Regions from separate parts of the Zea mays genome. Here region 2 is linked to region 1. The links are chromatin contacts, called in public Hi-C maps. All regions are on one chromosome and are shown on one strand. Each heading gives the region's core, a stretch centred on a gene start, on an enhancer-like site or on the middle of the called end of the contact. The rest is flanking DNA. Distances are from core to core; before and after follow the strand shown. Region 1 holds the start of LOC100277126. Region 2 holds the start of LOC103654180.

Region 1 (6,691 bases), core at 2,621-5,120:
TTTAAGTTCTAAAATAAAATAAAATATGAAACTATTAAAAATTAGTCTATGTAAACCAAACATTCCTCTGCTTCTACCGAGGTTAAGGGAGGTATTGGGTCATGGGTCCCTGGTGCGGTGATTCTATCAATAGCTTCTTTGAATGCGTGGCGTTGCCAAGGGGGTGGTATAGCAGGTTTTTTAGCATCGACTTCATTGTAGCCAAATGTGGTAGTTTTATCGGTCCCTATTTTATGTTAAGAAGACAGATAAAGTAGCTCTTGCTACATTCCATGGAAGAGACCGAGTTGGCCAAAGCCCGAACGAAGCCTAAAAATATATCTTTTGCTCTTCGATTTTAGCGTCTATTCATCAAAATCCCTGCACTTCCCTACGTTCGACGGGACTCAAGGATTTAGGAACGCGAACAATTCCAACACTCTAGCGCACACAGCTAAGGTGGTGTTTGGTTCACCAAATAAATAAATTATACGAGGGTAATAGATACTGATATTTTTATTAGGTTAATTGATTTATGCCGAAATTGTGATGGTTAAAATAGATTTTTTTAAAAAAAATTCTAAAGATCCAAATGGCCGGCGTCCCAACAGAAACATGACACAAAAAGATGGAAGCAATGTCGATCCTCCAAACAGAACGAAGATACGTTGTGCGTCACGCATCATATTGGAGTAGGTAGTTCCTCCATTTGTGTCGGTGGATTAAGCACAGAAAAAAAAAGATACCACATTTTGGCAGGTACATGGTTACTGACTCCAAATTTTGTTTTGTTGAAGCAACAAGTTGCCATCTTGACAAGATTCAAAACACATGACGAAGTGTTCTTTTCTAGTGGGGGCCGGGCTTTAATACATTCCTTCAGCATGGGTGGCCTGGCCCCCAGTATACATAGGTACAGTATCTGGCTAAGTAGCCGGGGGGAAAAATACAGTCCATTATAATAACAAGGCACGAGAGCCACACCAAATAATAGAAAATTTTCTCACAGAGAATCGTGATCGGGGCCATTGGCATCTTTAGACAGGAGGACACCAGCGACATTGGTACAATACCTGGCTAAAGAGCATCGGGAAAAAAAATATAATCCATTATATATATATAACAAGGCACGAGAGGCACACCCAATAATAAAATAATGAAGATCAGTCATGAAGACAGCAATGCATGCACCCTACCATTACAAATTATAGTAGTACAGTGCATTTTTGATTCGCTGCGGAAAGAAGGAACTTCAGCGTTTTTTTGATCAATCGTGTATTATTGTAGGCAGGAAATAGAGTTGGCACTTTGGTCAGGCCATCATTTGAAGTGAGCTATGGCACAATCTTTTGCTATCCTCCATCTGTTATAAAAAAGAATATATTTCTCTTTCAATGAATCAAATAGTCCAAGTGCTTGTTTAGAAGTAAATTTTTTTTATAGTTTTTAGGTAATACAATGATTTAATGATACCATAGTATTTTATGCCATAAGATGTTTGTTTACAATCCTGAAAGATATGTTTTTAAAACCATTGTATTTTAGATACCATGGTATTTTTTTTTGAGTATTGAAAACTTCACTCCAACCCAAAGTTTTTATGGCATTGCTAGCTTTTACCTAATAACATGGTTTACAATGTTGTATCCAAACAATATTTCTCAAAACCATGATATTTGTGGAGCTGGTTAAAAAAAGTATTATCATGATAATTGCAAAGTACAGTATTGTAAAACCTTAGTTTAAAAAACATTGTTGCCAAACATGCCCTAGGCCTTAGCTAAATTTATATGTAAATAGTATAAGCATTCATAAGACAAATTAAGTACTATTAGATTAGTTATAGGATTTATTTGAAGATATAAATGCTAATATTATTTGCTATAAATTTAATTAAACTTATACTTCTGTCCTGATTTATAATTTGTTTGACTTTTTTAGCAAGTTTGAACGTCTCGTCTTATTTATTTTTTTTGCGAAAAAAATAAAAAAATCAAAGCCATAATACTTAAAGTCTATTAGAGACTAAATAATATCACAACAAAATTAATAATAATTATGATTTTTTGAATAATACAAACCGGTTAAACTTAGTGTAAAAAATAAAACGGATTGTAATTTGGAAAAGAGGGAGTAATTACAATTCATAGTTGCATTCTTTTATGAATATGAGTATATCATTAAGACCAAAGAGGGACCATGGTCACCCATTAAGGCTTATTCAATTTTATTACTAAGGGCTCGTTTGGCAGAGCTCTGCTCTATGATTCTCTAACTCCGAGAGCCGATTCTCTAATAGAGTGATTTCGAGTGATTCTTTAGCAAAAGTGAATCTGTTTGACAAAAATCGTTTGTCAAATAGGCTATGAAGTGATTTCTGAGAGGTTAGAGAGTGAAGAGCGGGCTAGGAACAATGGGAAGTAGTTTTTTTTCTCCTACTTTATAGTACAAAATAGAGACTATTCAATGCACCCCCCACTATAAAATAGTTTAGATTTTTACCGTTTAGCTCTACGTGAGTTATTCTTCTCGCAGGAAGTAGAGTTACAGGGACTTTGTCAAACGCCCCTAAGACTTTTAATCGAACAGGCCTGGATTTGGATTGTTACATAATAGTAGTAGTGCTTGTTGAGCAGTAAATGTTCAAAATCAACGTGGATTAGCACCAATATCCCTCGTCCCTCCTCACGGTCCAGAAAATAGCACACAAGCACATCTGTAATGGTACAGTATAACCTTCTAGTATTTACTAGCCAGTAGCCCGTGCTTTGCTACAGTTATTATATATCATATAAATAGATATTGAGATATTTATTCAAATATAATTATTGTTAGTTTCTAAACATTAAGGTATTTGTGATCTGGTGGTTAGCCCCACAATTCTAGAGCAGGGTGTGAGTTTCAGTGCTCGCTCTGCACTATTTTTTTATGCGGTGTGGTAGGTGGACTCAGAGTGTCAACACGGAGGGTGAAACTGTGGTAGCATCATGTTCTCACATTAGGTTATAAATGAGATTATATTATCTCTCATTTAATTCTTCAATAGATTATAAAAATAATACTCTCTCCGTTCATAAGTATACTTTAAAAAGCTTTCAGCACTCATTTTATATAAAATATTTATTTGGAAATTTCAAAATTTATTACGCTCAAACAATCTTTAAATGATAAAACAATTAAAAATAGTAAGTAATAACTAATGATTTCTTTTTAATAAAACGAGTGATTAAAGTTTTGAAAAAGATAATGACATTATATATTTTATGACAAGTGGTTTATGTTTTGTACGCCAAAGGTGGAAAAATATAAAAAAACTCTATCCTTACAATAGCAAGAGGATTTTGATCCCTCTAATCGTCTATGCTATTTTTGCTTCTAAACATACTTTTACCCTGTGCAATTGGGATTAGTTTGGTAACCATATTTTTAAAGAATTCCTATATTTTCAAGAAAAAAAACTTCCCCATCATCGTTCTCTAAAAACTTCTTCATCCTTATTCTCTAATAGAAAAATTTCCCACAGAGAATCGGAGATCGAGGCCATTGGCATCTTTAGATATGAGGACACCAGCGACATTGGTACAATATCTGGCTAAAGAGCATCGCGAAAAAATATAATCCATTATATAATAAGGCACGAGAGGAACACCCAATAATAAAATAATAAAGATCAGTCATTATTTTTTGGCCTATCTAATCTCCTCTTACATGTTTGCTCCCAAACATACCTTTAGCGTTAATTTGGGAGCTAGAAAATATGAGGGAATTGGGAAGGCTATAATCTTCTTCTTATTTAATTTTAAATAAGAAGGAAATTTTAGCCATCCAATCCTCTCCGATTCTGTGGCTTCTAAACTAGGCTTATGGCTTTATCCTGCAAAGTTGGGGTGTATACGGACACAGGATATTTGGTCGCTGGAGACAGACACACGACACGACACAGACATGCGTCGAGGTCACGAGGTCCAGAGCAGTAGGAAAGTAGTTTTCTCGAGGCCACGAGGTCCCCTGTACCTGTAGCTGTAGCATGGGCGGTACAGCAGCACCAATGCAAGCTGCAAGGCGATCGAATGATACTACCCCACCGGCGTCGGACATGCAGGTACGGTAGCGTTCTGTTTTTGTTTATAAATAAAAAAAAACTGCTCCGCGCTTTGCACACGGCCGATCCAGGCAGCAGCAGCAGCATGTTCCCACAGGCAGATGCGCATCCAGCCCACGAGCCTCTCGCCGGCCGGGTGGCCATCGTGACAGGAGGCGCCGGGGGCATCGGCTCGGCGGTGGCCGCGCACCTGGCGTCCCTGGGCGCCCGCGTCGTGGTCGGCTTCATCGGCGACCCGGCCCCCGCGGACCAGCTCGTGGCGGCCCTCAACAACTCCTCGCCGGCAGGCAACAGCGACCCGCGCGCCGTGGCGGTGGCAGCGGACGTGTCGGACCCGGCGCAGGTGGCGCGGCTGTTCGACGCGGCGGAGGCGGCGTTCGGGCCGGAGCTGCACGTGCTGGTGGCCGCGGCGGGGGTGCAGGACGCGACGTACCCGCGGATCGCGGACACGTCGCCCGAGCAGTGGGACCTCGCGTTCGGCGTGAACACGCGCGGCACGTTCCTGTGCTGCCGGGAGGCGGCGCGGCGGCTGGCGCGCGGCGGCGCGGGCCGCATCGTCACCCTCTCGTCCTCCAACGTGGGGTCGCTGCGGCCCGGGTACGGCGCGTACGTGGCCAGCAAGGCGGCCGTGGAGGCCATGACAAAGGTGCTGGCCAAGGAGCTCGGAGGGATGGGGATCACGGCCAACGCCGTGGCGCCGGGCCCCGTGGCCACGCCCATGTTCTACGCGGGCAAATCGGAGGAGCGCGTGGCCGCCGCCGCGCGCGAGTGCCCCATGGGGAGGCTCGCCGAGCCAGCGGACGTGGCGCCCGTGGTGGGGTTCCTGTGCACCGACGCCGCCGGCTGGATCAACGGGCAGGTCATCCGAGTCAACGGCGGCTACGTGTGAGTGTACTGTGATGAGAGGGAGGAGGCATAGCTAGCTAGCTTAGCTTGGAGTGTCAGCGTGTCACCAACCGACAATTACACGTGCTCCTTCCCTTAATAATAATAATAATAATAATAATAATAATAATAATAATAATAATAATAATAATAATAATAATAATAAGGTCTGAGAAAAAAAAAACTTGTACGTGCATTTCCATTTGACCATTTCATTGTGTGATTGAGCCAGGTAGAGGGAAAAAGGACAGATGAGATCCCTCAAAGTAGAGCTCCTGACAGAATGGTGACTGCACCAAAGGGTACGATCAATACAGTAAAATACATAGCCGAAGCTAAAAGATGACCGAGAATTAATAGGAGCTTCCCATCAGCCTAAACAGTTCACAATGGTGTCCTGAGGCCTAAACCAGCCAGTCTCATTCTACCGCATAAAATATAACATAAATGGTAATGGTTCACTCTCTGAGTACCGGCGGTAACAAATTTGAATAGGTCAGTATTGGATGACTGTTGTCTACTCTGAAGTGTCGGTTAGAAGATTCTGGTCGCCCCCTTTGCTTAGATTTGAAACCAGCAATGATAGTGAGTAACCTGTTAACTGGAGCCTCTAGTTCTAAGGAGATGGCGGATCTAAGAAAGATACATCTAAAGGCATTACACTTAAGGACACATAACTGCTAAGGTTTACAGCTTACAACAAAGCTTTCAGTTTTTGGGCGCATTGCATTGGTCTAGGATGCAATAAAAGACCACACTGGCACCTTTGTCATGGAAATCCATGATTTCGTGTTGCTTCCCTTCTCTTCCATGTAAGTTGTTCGAACACAAAAGAACATGGGGGAGTAGAAATGCAAAGAAATATGGGCTACCTACTAAGTACAAAAAAAGGAGAGAGAAAAAAAACGGCATCAAAGATACACATATGCACCGCACAGTCACTGAAACTAATGAATGGTGTTTACCTCTAATCTTCCTAGTCAGAAATACATACAGGACCTTAACCTGCTCACTCTGTCTGTTGTATGAGCTGTGTCCTTAGGCTGGACTCCTGGACCTGTTTAGAGGAGGATGACTGTTAATTTAAACCGAGCATCAGACCCATATTGTTTCTTTTTTTTTTGTACTCAAAACATCTATTGTGATTGCAGCTTGACGCATCGAACTCATTTTGTAGTAGGGCTGCGGTTTCGGAATTGGTCATACAAAAAAGCAAACATGCAAGTTATAGCCAGATGAAAGAAAAACAATCATCTACGATACATTTGAACATGGTAGCGAAATAGTAGACAGATGTAAATGTAATCATCTGTTCTACAAATATTAGTATGAGCTACAAAAGAGGCAGGGTACCCTCAAATAGGGTTATAGCATTCATTCTAGTGGTTCCCAGTGGCCAGATGAAAAACATTATCCGGGACGGCCAGCCACAGTATTAATTTCTTTAAGGCCCCGTTTGGATCACTGGAATTGAATTCTATTCTAATAATAGTAATTTATGCATATATCAATTAAGCTAATTCACTTTTATACAAAATATATTTGTATACTATTATTAGCAAGATGTCCTAGATATTTATGTGCTACATTTTTATTATAGAGGAGTAGAACGAAGAGTGTCATGTAAGTTACAGATTAGAAACAAATTCTAATCATGTATAAAATCATTTCCTATCCTCCACCCTATGAATTTCAGATAGGCTTATATCTGAACTTTGGAAAGTG
Region 2 (6,691 bases), core at 2,886-5,385, 450 kb after region 1:
GTGAGCGGGGGCACGGCGGGGATCACGGGCGGGCATCACGCGGGGGCACCGGGGCAGGGATCACGGGCGTTGTCTCAGGCCGTGCGCAGCGGGGGCGGGTGGGGGCGGGCAACGCGAGGGTGGACGCCGGGCGGGGGCATGGAACTGTGGACGCCCTCCTTACCGTCTTATAGAGTAGTAATAGATTGATATCCTTGAGGGGCATATGATGAGAAACAAAAAGAAAGAGATGATATCCGACAAGGAAAAGAGTAGTATTTAAAATGCCATCCAAACGTAAACAAAATGTTATTCCAATGTTGCATGTGGAGTTTCTCAGCTAGTGAAATAATGAGCAGACGTTTTTGCTGCACCAATCTACTGAATTATCTACGGGGAAGAAGTAGAATAGAATCCTAGCGTCGCTGACTCATTGCTCATATTCACAATTTGCTGCTTTAGTCCTAGGGTTGAAGACCACAAGTTGACTGCGCGCTTTATTCATCAGAATCTTCTGTCCTGTTGAACAAGAACTGTGGAATAGAAGCTATTTTGGGGAGGTTCAGAAGCAGCTCATCGAGAGAATCGTTTCTGGAAATTCCTGGAGGCGATGGGTCGAGCCTCCCCTTAAAGCCATCAGAATCCACTTGGATTGCGCCGATGTCCCCACCATCACTACTGCATTCAGGGTCGCGCATGGCGGGTGGAGCTGTGTCTTTCTCAAGCAACGAGTAAAGGGAGTCAACCCTTGACGTCAAATTATTATCATCTAAGGCTGGCAGACTCGGTGTGTCGCTGAAAAGGTGTTGAACAAGATCTTCCCAGGCTTTTTTGGAAATTGCATCGTTAGTTGTCAAAGGAGGACCACCTGCACTCCTTTCATCACCTTGCAGTGCCTCCAATCCAGGCACTATCAATTGATTCCATTGATTGCAATTCTTTGATTCTTCAGGAACATTGCCCCCAAAATGTCCAGCACCAAATCCTGTAAACACCTTGCATTAGACATGATTATATCAAAACAATCACATATACAAGCCTTGTAGTCTAAACTAAATCGTGTGGCTAGAATTGATTACCTATGTTTATTGGTCGTCCAACATTATTGGACAGTGATGAAAAGACACGTGTTGAGAGGGGAGCAGTGAACTTGGGCAAAGTAGCTTTATGTTCAAACTTCAAGCCACCAATATCAAGGCAGTCCTTCGATTCATTTGGATTTTGAAAAATAGATCGCTTAGGTTCAAAACCTGGGTTTTGCAATATGGCAGCTGGCTGCTGGCTCAATTCACGTAGACGTTGATCACATTGAATGAGCTTTTCAAAATTCCTGCTTAACAAACTCGAGGGGCACCGCAAGATGTGTCTCCTGCACAATAATCCTTTTCAGTACGCAGTTCCTTAGGTAGTTAGGTAGACAACAAAAATAATAGCACAGACATGTAATAAAAGGCAAGTCACCAAAAGCATTCATGAAAGTCAAGCAAACAATTCTAAATAGGAAGCTAATATATTAGCTGAGTACCTAAAACAATATGCACATAAAAAGTTAAACGTGTTCACAAAACAGAGTACCAGCATAGTTCACATCTCCCCAGTAAAACATTTCTTTATGTAGAACATTGCCTTCCAACATGGAAAAATGCATTTTGCACTGGTTCTTCACCTTTTGGAGCTTGCCTGTCCATCAGTAAAATCTGATGCAGCCTGCCATAGTGTATGTTTCCTTGGCTGAGGATCAGTTTCTTTGAAGAAAAGTGGCGGGCGAGCCAACTTTGCAAAAGAAAACAGGATGTTGTTAAAAGAACTGATGCAAAGGACTAAACAAAATACGTCATTCTCAAGAACTTACCACTAGATCTAAGACCCCTTCTTGTTCATTCTCTGGGCAGGTTGCCTTCAAAGCAATAATGTCCGACCACTGAATTTCTATCTTACTCTTGAGACCATTATGTAGGACCTCCCAAACAAGCTTATGCTTTGCAAAGTAGCACTTTGCGACCAAATCACCTTCGTAGTGAGAAATGTACTGCTCAGAAATATTATTAGTGTTAAGGTGGGTTGTTTGGGAAAGCTGCAAAATAGTTGCTTTGGAAATTCACGTGTTCTTAGAAAAAGAGGAAACTGGAAATTTTTTACCTCCCAACTACCAATTCTCAAAACATTTGCAGGAAAATTTGAAGCTTTCATCCGTTCACCAGCTGTTGGAGCCCCAGATCTAACCTCTTTCTTCATGGGTGTATCAGAAACATTGTTGTGCCCATCAAACTGTTCATGGGCAGATTTATCCTGAAAAAGCTTACATTGAATAAGGTCCACCAGAGATCGACTTTTTCTTAGTCGCAGACCCAATGGGCTAGGTCCATCAAGCACATCAAAGGGCAAGTCCTGCAACCAGTTAAGATGTAAATCAGAGAATGAACTAAGGCCCTTGTACAGCTGTAGTCTAGATAATAATTGAACAAACCAATGATACTGAACAGAATATATAATGAATTAGCATTGTTATGAGTTGTTTATGCAAACACCTTAGAACTTCCAAGAACTTAGCAGACATTGTCCACAAGGGACCTGAAAAGTTAGATCATGTGCAGTAGATTTGAACAAATTAGAAGGACCTCAGTACCTCACAGTTCTGGACAAATTTATGACGCCAAGAATACATAAAATGTTTATGTTTTCTAGACTTCCTCTTCAAAGGCAGGACAAAGACCAAAGCAAGTAAGCAACAATCATGGTTTAAAGTAGTCAAACCACAGGGAAGTTACTCTGGTAATGAAATTCGGTTTCCACCGTTGTGGGAAAATATATATCCATTTGGAAGGCTGAAAAGATTTCACTTCGTGTCAGCAAGTCGATGCATCATGAACTGAATATTACCAATGCAGCATCGAACCGACCACAACAACTAGCACGAGTGGCGATCAGGTGCAGGATGGCCTGCTACCCGTTAGGCCTGCCCGCAGAAACGGAAAAAAATTTGGTGCAGCCTGGATGCAAACCAGTGTGTTTACAGTCTCTTAAAAAAAAGGATAGACCCCACCCGCAGCAGCAGCAACAACTAAAACGTTATCTGGTGGACTTACAGGTGAGACGTGTCCTACTTTTCGTGAGAGGCTGTAAACACCCTGGTTTGCATCCGGCCTGCACCAAATTTTTTTCCATAAAAACGGCGTTGACAGACACCTACGGAGACCTGCATTTATGAAGCAGGAAAATGTTGGCGGCCTGCAAAGCCTAGCAGGCTAGCGAAGCCGAAGCTGCCTTGCCTGCATCGCCCGCAGCTCCTGCCCACCGGCTTCAGCCACAGCACCGTCTCGCTCTTTCCACAGAGAAAATACAGTCAGATGATGACGATTCCGGTTTTAAATAGAGAAGCAACAGTCCAGACAAGAGGAAAACATTTGCAAGCAAACTTGTTCAATATTAGCTTCGAACTGCATTGTGAATTTGTGATACATGCATTTGTAACTTGTAAGCCTGATACGATACGATACAGTTCAAGTGTTTCTGCATGCGGGCTCCGGCAACCGGCATACATCTGCAGGTGCGCCTGCTTGCATTGGCAATGAGGCCGTTCAGACTTCACCGCGCCACCTTCTATCTCGCACGAGCATCTGAGCCGGCAAGTGCAGAAGCCCTCAATCTCGCATACCTCGTAGACATACTCGTACGCCACAACTAAACCTAAATCCGATCGCTCGCCGTCATAAGCGGGAACAGAACCAGAGCGACGCGAGGAAAAAGAAGGCCCAAGTAGCCGGTCTATGTACCTCGGGAGGTGGCGGCTGCGGCGGCGGCTGCGGCATTGGCTTGACATGCTTGTGAGGAGAACCATCGCCGCAGCCCAAACCCTCCACCTCCGCCTTCACGGTCGCCGCCGTGGCCATCTCGGCGTGCCGCTTCTTGGAGCCCGGAAGCTGCACCATTGGAACCTACAGGAAACGTAGCCGATCTCCTCCAACTGGAAGCTCGAATGTGATTGGCGAATCTGCCAGGGGAGGCGATATCACGGGACGACGCGGTCGAGGAGGCGCGAAGGCGAGAAAGGCGGCGGTGGAGGAGGCGCGAAGGCGAGAAAGGCGGCGGTGGCGGAGGCGAAAGCGGAGGACGTTTAGATCGGCCGGCAGGCGGGCTGGGCGCCTGGGCCGGCCTGTGTCTTTCCTGGGGAAATGCGAATCAAGATATAGGCAGCGCGGTTTGACTGACACATGGGGACGGAGCGCTGGCCCCGCCTGTCGGTGACGCGACGAATAAGGCGTGGATAGAGTGGCGGAGCCCGCGAAAACAGTCCAGGTGCGCAAGATAGCTTGTGTCCGTAGGTTACGAAGGTATACAAATTATTCGATACAAACTACATAAAAACAAACAATACATATTATCATTAACTACGAACCTATCTATTGGCATGAACACTAAGCATGACATTAATCTCAAACAAATATGATGAATACTATACCGTTGATATTTTACAATACATGATCACAATTTTTCTCCACTTTCAGAGGCAAGTATAGCACGACTATAGTAAAAACATGACCTACAAAGACAACCATTTACAAAACTAGACTTACTCAAGGGTATTCATACTTATATCTTTAAGAACTAAGATAGTAGCAGTGGCTTGTACATGCTTTGATCAAAGTATTTAAAGAATCAAGGACATGACTATTAGTATGGCAGCAGTGTAAAACATCACCATAAGCAAAAAAGTTCTACACAATAATAAATTTTATGATACACTTGAATAAAATGTCCATCCATGTGTGTTAGCTGCAACTCACTTGCCAGGTTGTCTCAAGGTATCAAGCTCTACAATTGGCTAGACAAAGCTCTTGTCAGACCATACATTGACAACAACCTTCTCTTGAAAGCAGAGCAAATACACAATGAGCTAAAAGGAAGCTTTAGCTTCAGAGAATGGAGAGCTATCAGGCTACCAGCGCTCCTTATCTTACCACAGGCTCGAACTGAGACGATGACATGTTGTTTTAGAGGATCCTCAGCACCAACAGGACCTACAAGAGACGGGTTTGGTCTAGCTTAACAACAGGAGAGTCAGGCGTGTGTAAACACATGATACGAGGAAGGGGTCAGTGCTGAGCTAGCTGGAATCCGACTTATCCACAGGTGGGTGAAGTCACCATGATGAGAAAGAAATTAACTACTCCCCTCTTTGCAATAAAAACGCAAAGCCTAGGTTTTTATGGATGAAATGTAGAAAGTCGTATCGGCAACCTCAATGACTGGCAATGTCTTTGTAATATCCTCAAGTGAAAAAGGTATGCTGCATTTAGGAATGAATAAGGGAAACCATTAAATATCAGTAGTAATAGTTTTTTTAAATAACGTGGATAACATTTTTCACAGATAACAAACCTGGAATCAGCATCTAGCGGTATAGAGAAACATGTGGTCATATTTGATTCATCACGTACCACAAATTTCAAGCTTGATGTAAACTATGAAAAGATAAGTTGTCAGTTGATGCCATTTTGGAAAAGAACACAAACCAAATGTGGTACAAGATCGTAAACTATATTAGGGGAACTGGCCAACTTACCTCTACTAAAATAGTGTTTATATCATTCACATCATCCCAATACATACTAATTATTCACTCTAGTTGTTATATACTGAGGGCCTGAAGATACAATAAAAATACGAGTGCAACCATAAGAGAAAAGATAAGCAACATAAGAAACTTGGTCAAGAAAACTACTTACAGGGCACATATCAGTGTGTATCTCTTAATGTATTCGTTGGCTAAGAGAAATCACTTGATAAAAGAGTAGCAGAGATCAGTTAAACCTTTCTAGCTCGGTGGTTCATTTTGCCAATTATTCATCAAAGCCTGAAGTGCAGCAACTGTATAAATCATTAAGCTAACATTAGTTGATCATTTCTGCATTAATAACTCTAGTAGTTGATTAGTTCTTAGGACCGTAAATTCATGTGAGAGGAATGTAGGCAAGTACCATTTCAAGGAATTGAAAGAGGGCTAAGCCTAAGGAAGAGGATTACAAGAAAAAAAAATGTTCAGTGTCAAGCTTTATGTTTTATCATGAGAACATACTTCGTACACAATCATTACGTTCTAAATTTGATCCATTTGATCTTGTGGGTTTGATTACCTTACAGTTCTGCACAACCTTGACTAATGAACCGATACAAAAACATTAATTCAAAGCTAACACAAAGTGACATGCGCCAAAAAATCTTCTTGTTTTGTTGGATATAAATAATTCTAAAAAGTTCAAGACAAATTTGTTAGATTTTCATGTGATCTATCTTAGCTCCGCTCCTTAAGAAACAACAACAGAGCTTAACCAAGGTACATGCTATAGCTGGTAGTTCCAAAGCCAGTTATTGATCTGAACCTAGGATTCTGAAGTCGAACAAAAATTGGTAGTTCATGCACACATGTTCAGTCACGCATGGTGTACTAACTGAACCATGTAGATAAACTATTTTCTATAGTTTGTGAATAGCATAAATCTAATAAAATGATCATTAGCATGACTGTACTTATTGGAATAAATCTAATGAAATGCTTCATGCAACACTGTACTTGATAGAATTAATCTAATGAAAACATCCACATAGCACTATACTTAATAGATTAATCTAATGAAATGATCATTAGCATGACTGTACTTATTGGAATAAATCTAATGAAATGCTCCATGCAACACTGTACATGATAGAATTA

What was found. A called contact is a pair of places that touch in the nucleus more often than the background predicts.
Region 2: a contact with region 1 is called in a Hi-C map of ear, with 1.9 times the contacts expected there. The contact joins the promoter of LOC103654180 here to the promoter of LOC100277126 in region 1. A contact is called at or near these places in 3 of 25 Hi-C or Micro-C datasets (ear, endosperm and tassel).

The regions. Positions count from the first base shown.
Region 1 is chr4:179,126,040-179,132,730 of Zm-B73-REFERENCE-NAM-5.0, forward strand. LOC100277126 reads left to right here and starts at 3,871. Exons shown (of 1, transcript NM_001150783.2): 1 at 3,871-5,088. The coding sequence starts at 4,167. The coding sequence ends at 4,970. It overlaps LOC100381621, which reads right to left. Exons shown (of 7, transcript NM_001174438.2): 7 at 5,735-6,023. The coding sequence ends at 5,976.
Region 2 is chr4:179,572,067-179,578,757 of Zm-B73-REFERENCE-NAM-5.0, forward strand. It overlaps LOC103654180, which reads right to left and starts at 4,136. Exons shown (of 6, transcript XM_008681008.3): 1 at 3,753-4,136; 2 at 2,119-2,367; 3 at 1,832-2,008; 4 at 1,646-1,752; 5 at 1,059-1,348; 6 at 236-964. The coding sequence starts at 3,908. The coding sequence ends at 477.